Linked DNA regions of Mus musculus: region 1 is linked to region 2. A link is a contact called in public HiChIP or PLAC-seq data. All regions are on one chromosome and are shown on one strand. The core of a region is the stretch at or near the end of the contact, and the rest is flanking DNA. Distances in the headings are between cores, read along the strand shown.

Region 1 (6,809 bases), core at 2,581-5,080, 140 kb before region 2:
TGAGGGAAATGTCCTAAGTAAGGAGGCATTTGAGTTCTGTGTAAACTGAGAACACAGCTGGCTTTGAAGGGAAGGTAGAGGGAAGAGCAGGTCAGATGCCCCGGGGTGGGGTGGGGGTGGGGGTGGGGGTGGGAAGTGGCTTAGTGTTCCTGTGGGAGAGCAGGGAGACCAGGTGACCCCAGAGGGCAGGAGCCAAGGGTGGAAGGCACCGGGCCAGGTCAAGGTCTGGATCTGAAGAGCAGGGGACAGAAGTGCAAACTGTTCTGAGTCACAGTTTCACAAAATCACCTTGTCTGCTGGGCAAAGAGCAGACTGCTGTGACCAAGGTCTGGAGTGAGGACACCTGCTGGAGAGGGTGGTGGCTGGGCCAGGCTGCTGAGAAGCATCTGAGTCTGAAGATGGTTCAGAGGCGGAGGAGCCAGCATGTGTTGGCAGATGCTTGGTGCATCCTTTCTTTATATATATATATTAGGTATCTTCAGGCACACCAGAAGATGGTAACAAATCCCATTACAGATGGTTGTGAGCCACCATGTGGTTGCTGGGAATTGAACTCAGGATCTCTGGAAGAGCAGTCAGTGCTCTTAATCGCTGAGCCATCTCCCCAGCCCTCTTTTTAAATTTTTTAATGGCTATTTATTTAATGTGCATTGGTGTTTTGCCCAATGCACATTAAATAAATAACCTGTGTGTAATATGTCTGTGTGAGGGTGTAGGATCCCCAGGAACTGGAGTTACAGACAGTTGTGAGCTGCCATGTGGGTGATGGGAATTGAGCCAGCTCTTTACTGTTTGTTATTGCTGAGTCATCTCTCCAGCCCTGATACATCCTTTCTGCCTCAGTCTCCTGAGTGCTGGGATTGCAGCTATGAGCCACAGTGCCCTGCTTGGTCTGGGGGATGAGGGTGGGGGTGGGGAGAGCGAGCTAGGATATAAACTAGGTTCCTCAGAGTTGTGCAGAAGTGCCCATGGGTGGGGTGGCTCAGTGGTTAACAGTATACACTGCTCTTGTAGATCACTTAAGTTCCGTCCCTAGCACCCACATCAGGCGGCTCACAACTGCCTGTAGGGCCAGTTCCAGAGACTCTGACAGCTTCCTCTGGCCTCTGTGGGTACCTGCACACGTGTGCATATCCGCTGCCTCACAAAATTAAAAATTAAATTGTACTTAGGTCCTGGTTCTTCCTCCCAGCCCCTTGCTCCCAGAAACTCAGACTCAAGATATATTTACAAATGCCTTGCCTGTAGAGCTAGGCTCTTCTCTGACTAGATATGATTTAAATTAACCCATTTATTTTAATCAACATTCTGCCACATGGCTGGTTACCTGTGCTCAGGTACCATGTGATCTTCCTTGGTCAAACCTCTCCCGCTTGTCTTTATCCCAGAATTCTTTCTGCCTCCTGGATGTCCCACCTTCTACTCTACCCTCTCCTATAGGCCATAGGTCTTCTAATTGACAGGTGATACATCCATACAATATACAGCATATTCTCTCTACATAAAGTAAATCTTTTAAAAAGTACTCTTAAACACAAAGCCATGTCTTCTGCTCCCGTCTGAGGAATGGAAGAAAGAAAGAAAGAAAGAAAGAAAGAAAGAAAGAAAGAAAGAAAGAGAAAACTGGTGTGTGTGTGTGTGACTTGACAAGGTTAGTTCTTGCCTTCTATCTGTCATGCCTTCCACTGTGTGGATTTTAGGGATCCATCTTGTTGGCCCCAGGCCTGAGGATTTGTAAGAGTCTAGCCTATTGTCTACACGCTCGATTCACTGCTTTCTCTGTACCCTGGAAAGTCACAGGACTGAGGGGACTTAGTGCAACAATGCCATGTGCCTGGCACATGCAGGTCCCACCCATTCACCCAGCTCCTCTTACCGGCCTGTCTGAAGGCACTGCTGAGTCTTTGAACGGGAAACCTTTATCAGCTACAATTTCATAACATCCGCCAGCCAGGCAACCCCCACCCCCACCCCGCTGCCGCCTCCCCCACCTTCCCACCTCCTCCACCACCATTTTTATTCCCCTTCACTCTGTGAAGATTTCCTGAGCATTAGAGCGTCTGTGAAGAGCGCGTGGTGCCTACCAGTTTGGCAGAACAGGAAACTCATACCCGTAGTGAGGTGAACATTCTGCGTCCTAATCCCGCCCTGCCCCTGAAAGCTCGCAGACCCCGAGAAGGCAACATTACTTTTGCAATGCTGTGATTGCTATACCAACCTGTGAAGGCCTGGCAGTTAATGGTGCCGAAGCACTGTGGCAATGTATCAGGAGCCCCTCATATCGCCACTGGGCAGGATCCAGAACCAGGTTCAAAGGTTTCCTTTTGCCAGCTGGAATCCACTACCTAAAAATGCTACAGTGGTTGGGAAACAAACATTCAAAATGAAGGGAGGGGGGGCGGGGGGGCACTTCAGATTCAAACCATAACGACCTCTTTAAGGCCTCCATGTCTTCACCAGGAAAATGGGGGTTCAGATGCAGTCACCTCATTGGAACCAAGCTCAGGGTAACAAACAGCGGCTGTTTGATCGATTTAGAGCGCCTGGGGAGAAGTTGGGTTGTGGGCAGAACGAATCAACTGCTCGTTGCTGACATACCCTGCGCCTCTAATCCAGGACTTGGTGACTTACTTCTTGAACCTGAGGCAGGCGAATGTACAAGAGACCCCACGGTGGGAGCAGGAGTACCGCCTGACGGAGGCCTACCAGGTGCCGGATGCCAGCGTCAGCTCCATGCACACGGCGCTGACCCGCATTGCCAGTGAGCCTCACATCCTGCAACGTTATTACGTCTATAACTCGGTCAGCTACAACCATTTGACCTGTGAGGACAGCTGCCGCATCGAGCACGTTTGTGCTATACAACACGTGGCTTTCAACACTTATGCTACCTGCTTGCATGGTCTTGGTGCCAAGCTGGTGCCTGGTTTCCTGCTCATACTGACTCTGCTGCCAAGCCTGCACGTACTGGAGGTGTTATGACTGTAGGCACTGCCAGCCCACCCACTGACTTGGTTCATCTTTCTCCTGGTAAAATTGGGCAACGTTACCCAATGGAGAGAGATGAACTTTTGCCATCAGTCTCCCCCCGCGGAGAGTAAAGTGGGATGGGACACCTGGATTCACCAGAGAGGGCGCTAAGAAGCACAATTTCTTCCAAGTTTCATGTTTTATCCACAAAACTTGTTTGCGGTACATGTCTTGGTGCATTATTCGCTTTAATACAAACATATCAAACCACCATGAACTTGATCACCACAGTGAAGTGAGCCGACGGGAAGATGGGCCTTGGAGATTCTGTGCTTTCGATGTAGTCCCTGCTCAAGGTCTGAACTGGGAACGTACGTGGTGTGCAAAACCCCTTAGTACTTTTAAATAAAAGACTTTTTTGATTTGGTTTTGCAACAGTGCAACCGTGAGGGATCACAGCTGCGGCCGGTAACTCTAAGGCTCTAGTCTTTCTTAATAGCCACTCTTGTTTCCTTGAGACTCAAAAGCAGAATTCAAGCCGGGGGTGGTGGAATCCCAGCACTTGGGAGGCAGAGGCAGGCGGATTTCTGAGTTCGAGGCCAGCCTGGTCTACAGAGTGAGTTTCAGGACAGCCAGGGCTATTCAGAGAAACCCTGTCTCGCAAAACAAAAACAAAAAACAAACAAAAAAGAAAAACAAAACAAAAAGCAGAATCCAAACCAGTAGAGGCCTAGCTCTGCACAGGGCAGGCTGGGGGCGGGGTCTGGGCGGTGGGGCCAGTGTAGGGGCGGGGCCGCGGGCTCGCTCCACCCCGGACGGGGCGAGATGGGGAAGTTCCGCCCAGCAGCCCAGCCTCCCGGACGACTGCCCCGCCCCCTTCCTGCCGGACTAGCGGGGCGGGAGGGCAGGTCCGCGGTTGTGTGGTTGCTTGGAGAGGATCATGCCTCTGTCCGTGCACCACCATGTGGCCTTAGACGTGGTCGTAGGCCTGGTGAGTATCTTGTCTTTCCTGCTGGATCTGGTCGCTGACCTGTGGGCCGTTGTCCAGTACGTGCTCCTTGGCCGTTATCTGTGGGCCGCGCTGGTACTGGTCCTGCTGGGCCAAGCTTCGGTGCTGCTGCAGCTCTTCAGCTGGCTCTGGCTGACAGCTGATCCCACCGAGCTGCACCATTCGCAGCTCTCGCGTCCTTTCCTGGCTCTGCTGCACCTGCTGCAGCTCGGCTACCTGTATAGGTGAGTGCCCGGCCCTTTGAAAAAGTGGGTTGACAGCCATCAGAACCAGTTCAGTCTTCTTTCCTTGGGCGGAGATGAAAACACAGGGCCAGGAACAGAGGAAGGGAACATCAGGGTCTTGGAGTCAGAGATGCCCCTCACCTTTCTTGTTCATTTCTGTCTTCTGCGAACGTTTGCTTCCCCGTCAAGGACTGAAGAGGGTCCGGCTTGACTCATCCGTGTCCCCGGAGTCAGCCAGGAGTAGACATAGACTGGTTCTTGGAAAATATATGTGGATGGTGTGTGCTTTTCTCAACTGGGAAGGACCCAGGGTCAGTCTAAAGTGAGGACAGTGAGACAGACAATCCCTGGCGCAAGTGCTGGCCTGAGAACTTTTTCTTCCCCGCCTCTCCCCCGCCCCCAAACTGTGACTAGTCCCTTGGGTTGTTAGATAGGAGAAAGCGAAATCAAGGGCTCAGAATCTTGTGATGAAGGCAGGGCTTCATGGTGTGGGTGAGGCTGGGCTAGGGTGGCCGGATCCGGAATCTTGTGGAAGTCTCAGATCTTGGGAAAGCTGTATATAGTCTCCAGCTTGCGGGGAGGGACCTCTTGAATGTTTGCATTTTGCCTGAACAATTGTATCATCTTGAGTACAGCTCAGATGACTGCGAAGGAGAGTTATTACAGGCAGGCCCCAAGAGAAGAAGGTGTTGGATCCCTTGGAGTTACAGGCGAGGCACCTCATGTGGTGCTGGGAGCCAAACTCTGGTCCTCCACAAGAGCAGTGGATGCGATTAACAGCTAAGCCCTCTCTCAGGCCCCTCCTGTTTACTTCTTAATTCCATCTCCCATCTCTGAAATGGGGCTCTTGTGAGTAGGTAGGACAGGGTTGTGATGCGCCTGGGATCGTACCTGACCAGCAAGAGTAGAAGTTGAGTTTGCCCCACTTTACGGACGAGGAAGCAAGTTCCATGAGGTTAGTTAGGTGGCTTGCTCCAGGTTCCGTAGCTTTTAAGTGACAAGCTAGGATTGAAGTCTGCCTCTGTGCACTCAGCTGTAGGAGATGGACGACGTCACAGAAGGTTGACCTGGCCCTCCGGGCACCTGTGTGTCCTGCCTAGGTGTTTGCACGGAATGCATCAAGGGCTGTCCATGTGCTACCAGGAGATGCCATCCGAGTGTGACCTGGCCTACGCAGACTTTCTCTCCCTGGACATCAGCATGCTGAAGCTTTTCGAGAGCTTCCTGGAGGCGACGCCACAGCTCACACTGGTGCTGGCAATTGTATTGCAGAATGGCCAGGCGGAATACTACCAGTGTGAGTGCTGGGCCCAGGGCTGTCACTTTTGCCGACTCTTCTCTCCTCTGCAGGTGTTCTCACTCTTAGGGGGAAAAAAAAAAAAAAAAGAGGGTGCCTGAGTGATAGGCAGCTGGTCTGGATTCAAGCTGCATGAGCTTGGAACAGTGACTCAAACCATCATTCGTTGGTTCTCATCCGAGCACTGGGCGGAATAAATGTGTCTATCCTTGGGAGTTAGGGGAAGATGAAATGTGGGGAATTGCATGCATATAAAGTACAGGGTCTTGTGTGCATGTGTATATGTACAAGTTTGTGTGCATTTTCAGGTACATGCAGAAACCAGAGGTCAGTGTCAGGTGTATTTCTCAATTGCTTTCCATTTCTTATTTTATTTATTAAGGAGGAATTTTCTTTTTTCTTTTCTTTTCTTTTCTTTTCTTTTCTTTTCTTTTCTTTTTTCTTTTCTTTTCTTTCTTTCTTTCTTTGTTTGTTTCTCTTTCTCTCTTTCTTTCTTTCTTTTTTATTTTTTGAGACAGGGTTTCTTTGTATAGCTCTGGCTGTCCTGGAACTCACTCTGTAGCCCAGGCTGGCCTCAAACTCAGAAATCTGCCTGCCTCTGCCTCCCAAGTGCTGGGATTAAAGGCGTGTGCCACCACGCCTGGCAGGACAGCTGTTTCTAAACATTTATGCTTAGACCAGGGGTCTCTGTCATCCCCATGGGACTGAGGCAATGGCGTCCTTGACATGGTTGTGCATGCGTCGGTAATACACATCCACTCAAGACATCATTTGATCCCCACAGAGTGCCTTCATATACTCATTTCTTCTTTGTCACTCTGCTGGGGACGCAGCTGTGAACAAGATCTACAGATCCTCCACCCAGCCAGTAGCCTTAAAACAAATAGTTACACTAGGTGTACCAATTGACCAGAAGAGGCAGGTGGCAGGGCCCCCTAAACCCTCAGAGGAATCTTACAGTGAGAAGCCTTGGGAGAGACTTCCTCAAGGCCACGGGCCCAGCCTGAGCCTAAGCAACGGTCTGCCTCACACCTTATTGAAAGCCCAGGCCACCCCTTTCTGTTGCCCATCACTTCATTCCTCATTCTGCAGTGGCTCTCCAAGGAACCTGTCTTGTCATCACTTGCCGTCATGTTATGTCACATAAGAGGGAGGTGTGCAGAAAGGTGGCTGCCCTTTCTCAGCACTTGCTAGGAACTTGACATTTGTTTGAGATCAGAGTCAGGTTGAGATGGTCTACACTGTTGAGGAGACAGGCTTTTCTCTACTTTTGATGGAGCAGACATTTATGTACCATGCTTTGGGCCAC
Region 2 (7,487 bases), core at 924-3,423:
GGCTTTCTCTCTATGGTTTGCTCTCCTCCTCTCTCATACCCCCCAGGCCCACCCGCCTGGGGGTAACACTGCTCCTGCAGTAACCATCAGTCAAGAAAATGCCTCCCACAGTCAGTCACACAACCATGCCTGCCAGCCAGTCAGATAGAGGCATTTTCTCAATTTTCTCACTTCCCAAATGACCCTAGCTTGCATCCAGGTGGCAAAAAACAAAACAAAACCTCACCAGCACAGACAGTAATGGGTAAAAATGCAAACATTTAGTCCCACAAAGGAAACAAGAAGATGAGAAGTTTGAGATCGGGGGCTGGAGAGAGTCAGAGCTTAAGAACACATACTTGCAGAGAACCAGAGTTAGGTTCCCAACACGCACACTAGGCGGTTCACAACTGTCTGTAGCTAGTTCCTAGGGATCCAACTCCCTCTTCTGATCTCTATAGCTACCAGGCTTACGTGCACAAACCCACACACAGACACACACACAGACACACACACACACATATGATTAAATGATGATGATGAAGATGATGGTAAATTAATAATAATTAATAATAATAATATAATTAACAATAATAGCCTGAATGAACCACATGAGACTCTTGTCTCTAAAAAGTCAACCGACAAACAAAAGGAAAAAAAATATAAAAGAATCAGTAATTCTCGGGAAGTTAAAGTTGGCTTGAACTCCCTGTCGCTAAGTTGGAACCCTGGAATCCCTCCCAGTATCTAAGGGAGTGGCTGTGAGGGCTGTGACCTCTGACCCTGGCCCTATTCTAGCTTGACTTCTCTTCTCAGGAATTCCTGTCATCCAGGAATTCCCAGCCATCCACTAAATACCACAGATAAACAAGCAGCTCACTGAGAATCTCCCTGCAAAGTAGAGCCCATCAGCAGCTATCTTTCTCCTAGAGGCCCTCCCCACCCCACCCCCTACTCCCCTCCCCTTCCGAAGGTCACCCACAGTTGATGGTAGGCTGAATTCTCTCAGCTACCCACAGTCTCTTGTTGGGAGCTGTCATGAGAGGCAGGGCAACGAAGAGGAGGGTTTAGAATCCACGTAACCTGGGACAGACAGCTTAACTTTATGAGCCCAGTGTGTCTGTCTGAACATTAGATTAAAGGTCTCAAACCTCAGAGAACTCCCATGGAAAAGCACTTAACCATGCTTCCACATTCCACAGCCTTCCCCTGCCACTATCCACAACAAATTCTGGACTTCTCTCAGCTTCTCCTGGTCTTGACTTTTCCCAAGACAAAGAAATTTGACAAGAAAACCCTGCCAGGATCAAATCAAATGCAAAGCTTTTTCCCTGATTGTTTTTTTTTAATTTAATTTAATTTTATTTTATTTTTCTTCTCCCCATTTTACACTGAGAGAAACTGAGTCTTACCCACCACTAATGATCTCTCCTTCCCTCTCTCCTTTCCTTTCTCCCCATGTGCCAGGTGAGCACTGTATCACTGAGCCACAACCCCAACCCCTTAGGAGTTTTGTTTAGTTCTTGTTCTTAAGATTTATTTATTAAAGTGTCTATGAATGAAAGAGAGACAGAGACAGAGAGACAGAGACAGACAGAGAGTTTATTTGTGTGTGAGAGAGAATCTATGCACTCCACAGGGATGCCGGAGCCTTCAGAAGTCAGAAGTGGATGTCGGGTTCCCTGGCATTAGAGCTGTGGGTGGTTGTGTACTACCAAGTGGGAGCTAAGACCTGATCCAGGCTCCTCCACAAGAGCAGCAATTGCTCTTAACTGCTGAGCCATCTCTCCTGCCACTTGTTTTGATTTTTGAGACAGGGTCTCACATTATAGCCCAGACTAGTCTGGAACTTTAATACATAGCTCAGGCTGATGTTGAACTCACAGCAGTCCTCCTGCCTCAGCCTCCAACTAGCTTGTTTTGGTTTTTTTCCTCTTATCTCTCCGCCATAGTACGGGGATTACAGGCATGCGCCACCACACCTGGGAGGAACAAATTTCTAAGATGATGCAATTCTCTCCTCTGACTTTCCACCACGATGATATAATTTATGTTCAAAGAGCCTCACAAATTCATCTGATGTGTCTGTCACCTAAGATGACAAACTGCCATCACGTGAGGGGGCACTTCCACATTCTAGGTTTGCAAATGGCAAAGCTTGCGGAACTGAAGGAAACTTATAGAAGTGGATGTCTCAGAAAGGAGAAGTCGCGGCGTTGAGAAGAAGACTAAGATCCTCAATTTTCAAACTACACAGTGTGGGTATGTTTTTCTCTGTCTAAGTTCCCTCTTCAAAGAAATTATCCCTCCTGGGCTCTAAAGAACTCACCCTGCCCACCTTTGCTGTTAAAGGTACAAAAATCAAGTCATCTAGGAAGTAATTTAAGCAACAATAAAAGCCAAAAAATGCATAGGGTGTGGTGGCACACGCCTCCAGTCCCAGGATTCACAAGCATTAGGAGTTTCAGGCCAGCTGCAGGCCAGCCTGGGCTACATGATAGGGCCCTCATCTCAAAATAATAATAATAACTTAAATGTTTTAAATTTAAAAAAGAACTTAGAAAGCCAAGCATGGCGGTGTCTGCCTGTGACCCTAGAGCTCAGGAGGCAGAGGCAGAGAGGATAGTTGCTAGCTTAGGTCAGTCTCACTCACACACCAAACTTCAGGCCAGCCAGGGCTGTATAGAAAGATCCTAACGAAAACATAAGCAAAGAAACAAAGTTCTGTAACTGTAAGTACTGGCAAATATAGGGCAGTCAGTACTTGAGAGTTTGCCGATAGTGTACCTGGCACAACAGGCCCCCAGACCTTAGCACAACTGACTCCATGATGGAAGTCCTACTAAGGCCATGAAACTCAGCACAAAGCCAGCACCACGGCCGAATGTGAAAACAAAGACCTAATGAACCAAAGTCCATAGTTCTGGCAAAGTCTCTAAATGTACTTGCTTTTTGGCTTCTGTAATCCTGTTTCTGGCTTAATGTTCTTGTTAACTGAAATATGTCAACCCAGGGTTTGGTTTGTATGCTTAAAAGCTGAGAAAGGCTCAGGGCTACCCTGGGATCCCAAACACCCTGTGTAGTCTACTGTTGACTAGTGAGGACTTTCTATTGGCTTAAACCTGTGTTTGAGAGGTCTTCTCTGGTGGATACCACAACACTCAAAGCAGTTTGGAGTTCAGAGTGGTTAGCTCAGGTCTGTAATCTCATCATTCAGGAAGCTGAGGCAGGAGGATTTCAGTGAGTTTGGGGACAGCTGGAACTACATAATGAGTTCCAAGCCAACCATGGCTACAGAGTGAGACCTTGACTCAAATAAAATAAGAATAATTAGGCAGAAAAAATAAATAGAACTGTGATGGCCCACACCTTTGAACCCAGCACTCTGGAGGCAGAGGCATGCGGATCGCTGAGTCTGAGGCCAGCCTGGCCTATAGAGCCAGTTCTAGGACAGCCAGAGCTAAACAGAGAAATCCTGACTCAAAAAACCACTAAGAGGAGGAGGAGGAGGAAGGAGCACAGTGTAGCATCTCAACGTATGGGACTCCTGGACCTTGTCTGTGTCCACAATTGCTGTCCCCACGGGAGGGAACAGGGCTCTCAAGGATAATAACAATGTTGATTTATTTCTGGAGTCACTTCCCGTGATGGCCAGCAATGGATGCAGGCAACAACATTAGTTCTGGGGATTGGAAGTATGGGGGTGTGAATGGTTCTCAGGGGTAGAGCACTTGCAACATGAGTTCTATATTGCAAAACAGAACTGTTTCTGATGCCACCCACTCCATCTAACTGTGCCACCAGCCCTTGCTAGCCATGGGCCAGAGGCCGGGCTGCATAGGTTAACAGGGAGCTAAGAAGACAGAGGAAGTGGCACAGGGAGAAAAATGCCCCCATCATGGACTCATTCTCTGCCGTGAAATAGTGTCACAGGAAGCTACTCTCCCTGTCCCCAAACCTCTTGTCACCAGCCACTTAAGCCAACAATGCCTTTTCCCTTTCTGTACAGTTCCAAGAGGATGCTCTTTTCAGGACCCCAAGGACGTGGGTCCCATGTTTCTTCCCAACGCGGCTGTGCTGAACACATCCTTCTCTTGCTCCTTCACCATTCACTTCTCTCACCGGACTTTGAAGGTGATTGAAGGTTACACAGGTAACCCAAGTCGGGCCACTAACCTAGGACACAGGTGACTCTCTCCCATGTAAAGGTGAGCTAGACCCATTCCTCAAACGTGTTTTCCCTTCTTAATCTGTCACTTGTTACAAAGATCTGTCCTTCCTGAGAACTGTGGGGGACAGAGAGAAACTTATTTTCCTCCCTGGCCACGTGTGAAGCAATCCACAGTTGTCGTGCCTTCGGTTTCAAATGCGTGAGTTTGCTAAGCATAGAGCAAACAGCAGAAAGGGCAGAGTATCAGGTCAAGCACTTACACCATCCACCAGAAACCCCGCTGGGGACGCCTGGAAAACCACGCAGCCCCAGCTCGAACCTCTGACCCACAAAGAGGGTCCCAGGCCGAATGTCTTCTCCTGGGTCAGTCTGACCAACAGCTATTCTCAGGAGTTGTGGGATGTTTTCCCAGTGGTAGGATTTTTTTTGTCGTTGCTATTTATTATTAAGTTTGATTCTGTGTATTGTATAGATATGGACTGTGAATGCTGGTATCCAGGAAGGTCAGAGGTGTCAGATTCCCCCCCCCACCCCCCCCCCCCGCCCTTCCCAAGATCTGTAGTACAGGTGGTTGTGAGCAACCTGACCTGGGCTGAGACCAGAACACATCTTTGTTGTAGTTTTGTTTTATTTTGTTTATTTATTTATTTATTTATTTATTTATTTATTTAGAGACAGGGTTTCTCGTAGTCCTGGCTGTCATGGAACTTGTTCTGTAGACCAGGCTGGCCTCGAACTCACAGAGCTCTCTCACTTAGCCTCCTGAGTGCTAAGATTAAAGATATGCACCACCACCGCCCAGGTCAGAACACACTCCCAACAGCTGAACCACCTCTTCAGCCCTTCCTCCACTGCTGGCTTTTTTTTTTTTTTAATGGGATAACCGGTACCTGAGTCTCCTTGCTTTAGGGGAGTTGTCTGCGAATGACTTGCCTCCAGCCATGTACAAGGACATTGCTTTTATTCTAACAATCCACTCTCCTTCTGTCTGTCCTATTTCTACACTCTGGGCTGTTTGTCATTTTCTTTTCCCGTTCGTTTGTAGAAGTGGATCCCATCCCAAGACAACAGGGTCTTGGAGCACACTGAAGGACAAACATGCTTAGGTCTGAGTCAGGGTTCCAACCTCACCTCTCCAGTTTCTCAGTGACTTTAAACCGTACCTGAGATTTTAGTAGTAGACTGTGTACTACTCCCCCAGGCAACTGGCATACTTGCATCTCAGTGGGCACAGCTTCATCCTGGGCTTCTTAAACAGGAGTTCTTTGGTTTAGGAAGAGCAGGAGAATAGACATGCTAGTCCCTCGTTCCTCCTACTCCCCCTTCTTGCCTTCCTACATTCTGGCTGCTGCTGATAGCAAAAGCCATTTGTCGTGAGACATTCCCTAGGTCAGTAGCCATTAGCAGGCCAGAAAACCCGAGCTCAGTTACCTCTTCCCTTGCCTCCCTCTGCCATAGGTGAACGTGAACTCTCTTCTGGAATGATGCCCTTGTGGGTCAATCCCCAGCCTGGGGCACTATTGGTACTAACAAGGGGGATAGAGAAGTTCCCAACAGTTACCAGAAGAGAGACTCAACTATAGCCAAGAACAACTCTCGAGGACTGAGACTATAGAGCATTCACAAGACACTAACTTCAGTCTCCAACAACAACAACAACACACACACACCAGTTACCAGTGAGTCAGGCATGGTGATGCATGCCTGTAATCTCAGCACTTGGGAGGTATAGACAGGCAGGCCAGCAGTTCAAGGCTAGCCCAGTCAATACAGCAAGTTGAAGGACAGCTTGCACTTACATGGAACCCTGTCTGGAAGCATAAGTAAACAATAATTAATAACCTAAATTAATAATCACTAATAACCCACACCCTACCCCAAGTATCAAATCATGTTTCTCCTCTGGAGAGGAAGGAGAAAGGATTTGGCTCTTATTATGCCTACTCTACTAATACACTGAAGCTTAGGATGCGAACTGATTTCCAGGATCGCACAGCCAGCCAGTCAGTGGCAAAGCTGAGCCTGCGATTCTAATATTCCTCATCTGTATCACAGGCTCACTCTTGTCGTCTAAATACAACATGGTGGCTTTCAAACATGGCCTCTCTGAGCATGCAGCTGGGAAGAGATGCTCCCAGCGAGCCCCGTGAGCACCGAGTACTGAGTAGAACCATCTGTTCTGTTGGGAAATGCTAGTAAACAAGTCTGCCACTGTCACTTGACAACAGGGACCATCTCTCTTTTTTCAACTTGGCCCTGCAGTGTGTGGCTAGACCATTAAACATTTGTGGAATTTAAAGACAAATGGTTTTCGTTTCCCTGAGTCACCTTCCCACAGACAGCCACATGCACAATACCACATGAGCAACTGACCAAACTCTTTCACACACTGTGACTCAGACTTCGTGGCCTCAGAGGCAGGAAATACTACCTTGCACATGAGAACCTGCTGTGAGGAAGTCCTCCATGGGAGTATCAATTTGCCTGCTCCTCCTTTCTCACTTTTTAGAACTGAATTATCTTTGCTACTTTTTCTGTTTCTGACAAAAACAACTTCAGGGAGAAAGGGTTTTGTTGTGGCTCTCAGTTCATGGGTACAGTCTATCACTGTGGGGAATTCAAGACAGCTGGAGCGTGAGGCACAATTGGGAAGGGAATAAATTCAGGCTGCTCCCTTGATCCTGTTAGACCTGCGGTTCTCAACCTATGGGTTATGACCCCTCAGAGGTTAGACAATCCTTTTAAATGGGTCAGCCAAGACCATCAGAAAACACAGATATTTACACTGGGATTCATAGTAGCAAAATTACAGTTATGAAGTAGCAACAAAAATAATTTTATGATTGGGAGGTCACCACAAGGTGAGGAACTGCATTAGAAGATCGAAACACTAGTTAGGTTGAGAACCATGGTGTTAGACAAATCATGATCCCAATCAGGGAATGGTGACACCCACAGTGGGCAGGTATTCCCACCTCAATTAACATAATCAAGATAATCTCCCTCAGGCAAGCCCAGAAGTTCATCTTCCAGGTGACTCTAGGTTCCATTTTATGGAGCTAGAGGGGTGATGGATTGTATTTAAGAATACTTGCTGTTTTGCTGGGTCCCTTGGCAAAGGACCCAGGTTCTGTCCCAGCTCCTAAATGGTGGCTCACAACCATTCATTACCACGGTTACAGAGAACCCTCTTCCGGCCCCCACAGGCACCAGGCACAGAAGCAGAATCACACACTTGTCCTTTGGTGCCTGTCTTTGCTTTCTATTGCTTAGCATAACACCTTCAAGGTCATGGATGGTTTACCTCGTGTCAAATCGCCTTCCATTTTAAGCTAGG

Evidence for each region. HiChIP or PLAC-seq counts read pairs in DNA pulled down with a chosen protein or histone mark.
Region 1: an H3K27ac HiChIP or PLAC-seq map of microglia shows a contact between it and region 2, with 3 times the contacts expected there. The contact joins the promoter of Xkr8 here to the enhancer-like site in region 2. A contact is called at or near these places in 4 of 115 datasets of contacts at active chromatin or transcription factors (embryonic stem cells, microglia and stem cell-derived neural progenitor cells) and 2 of 9 other capture datasets (liver and pancreatic islet).

Annotation. Positions count from the first base shown.
Region 1 is chr4:132,729,567-132,736,375 of GRCm38.p6, reverse strand. It overlaps Xkr8 (X-linked Kx blood group related 8), which reads left to right and starts at 3,830. Exons shown (of 3, transcript NM_201368.1): 1 at 3,830-4,203; 2 at 5,304-5,500. The coding sequence starts at 3,911. It overlaps Smpdl3b (sphingomyelin phosphodiesterase, acid-like 3B), which reads left to right. Exons shown (of 8, transcript NM_133888.2): 8 at 2,617-3,410. The coding sequence ends at 2,982.
Region 2 is chr4:132,587,722-132,595,208 of GRCm38.p6, reverse strand. No RefSeq gene overlaps it. Among named protein-coding and RNA genes, the nearest start is that of Ptafr, 27 kb to the right of the region's middle. Within about 2 kb of position 2,173, at least 106 of the 459 cell types and tissues checked have an H3K27ac peak or open chromatin away from gene starts, as enhancers often do. A contact at or near this core is called in liver and microglia, where this site is marked.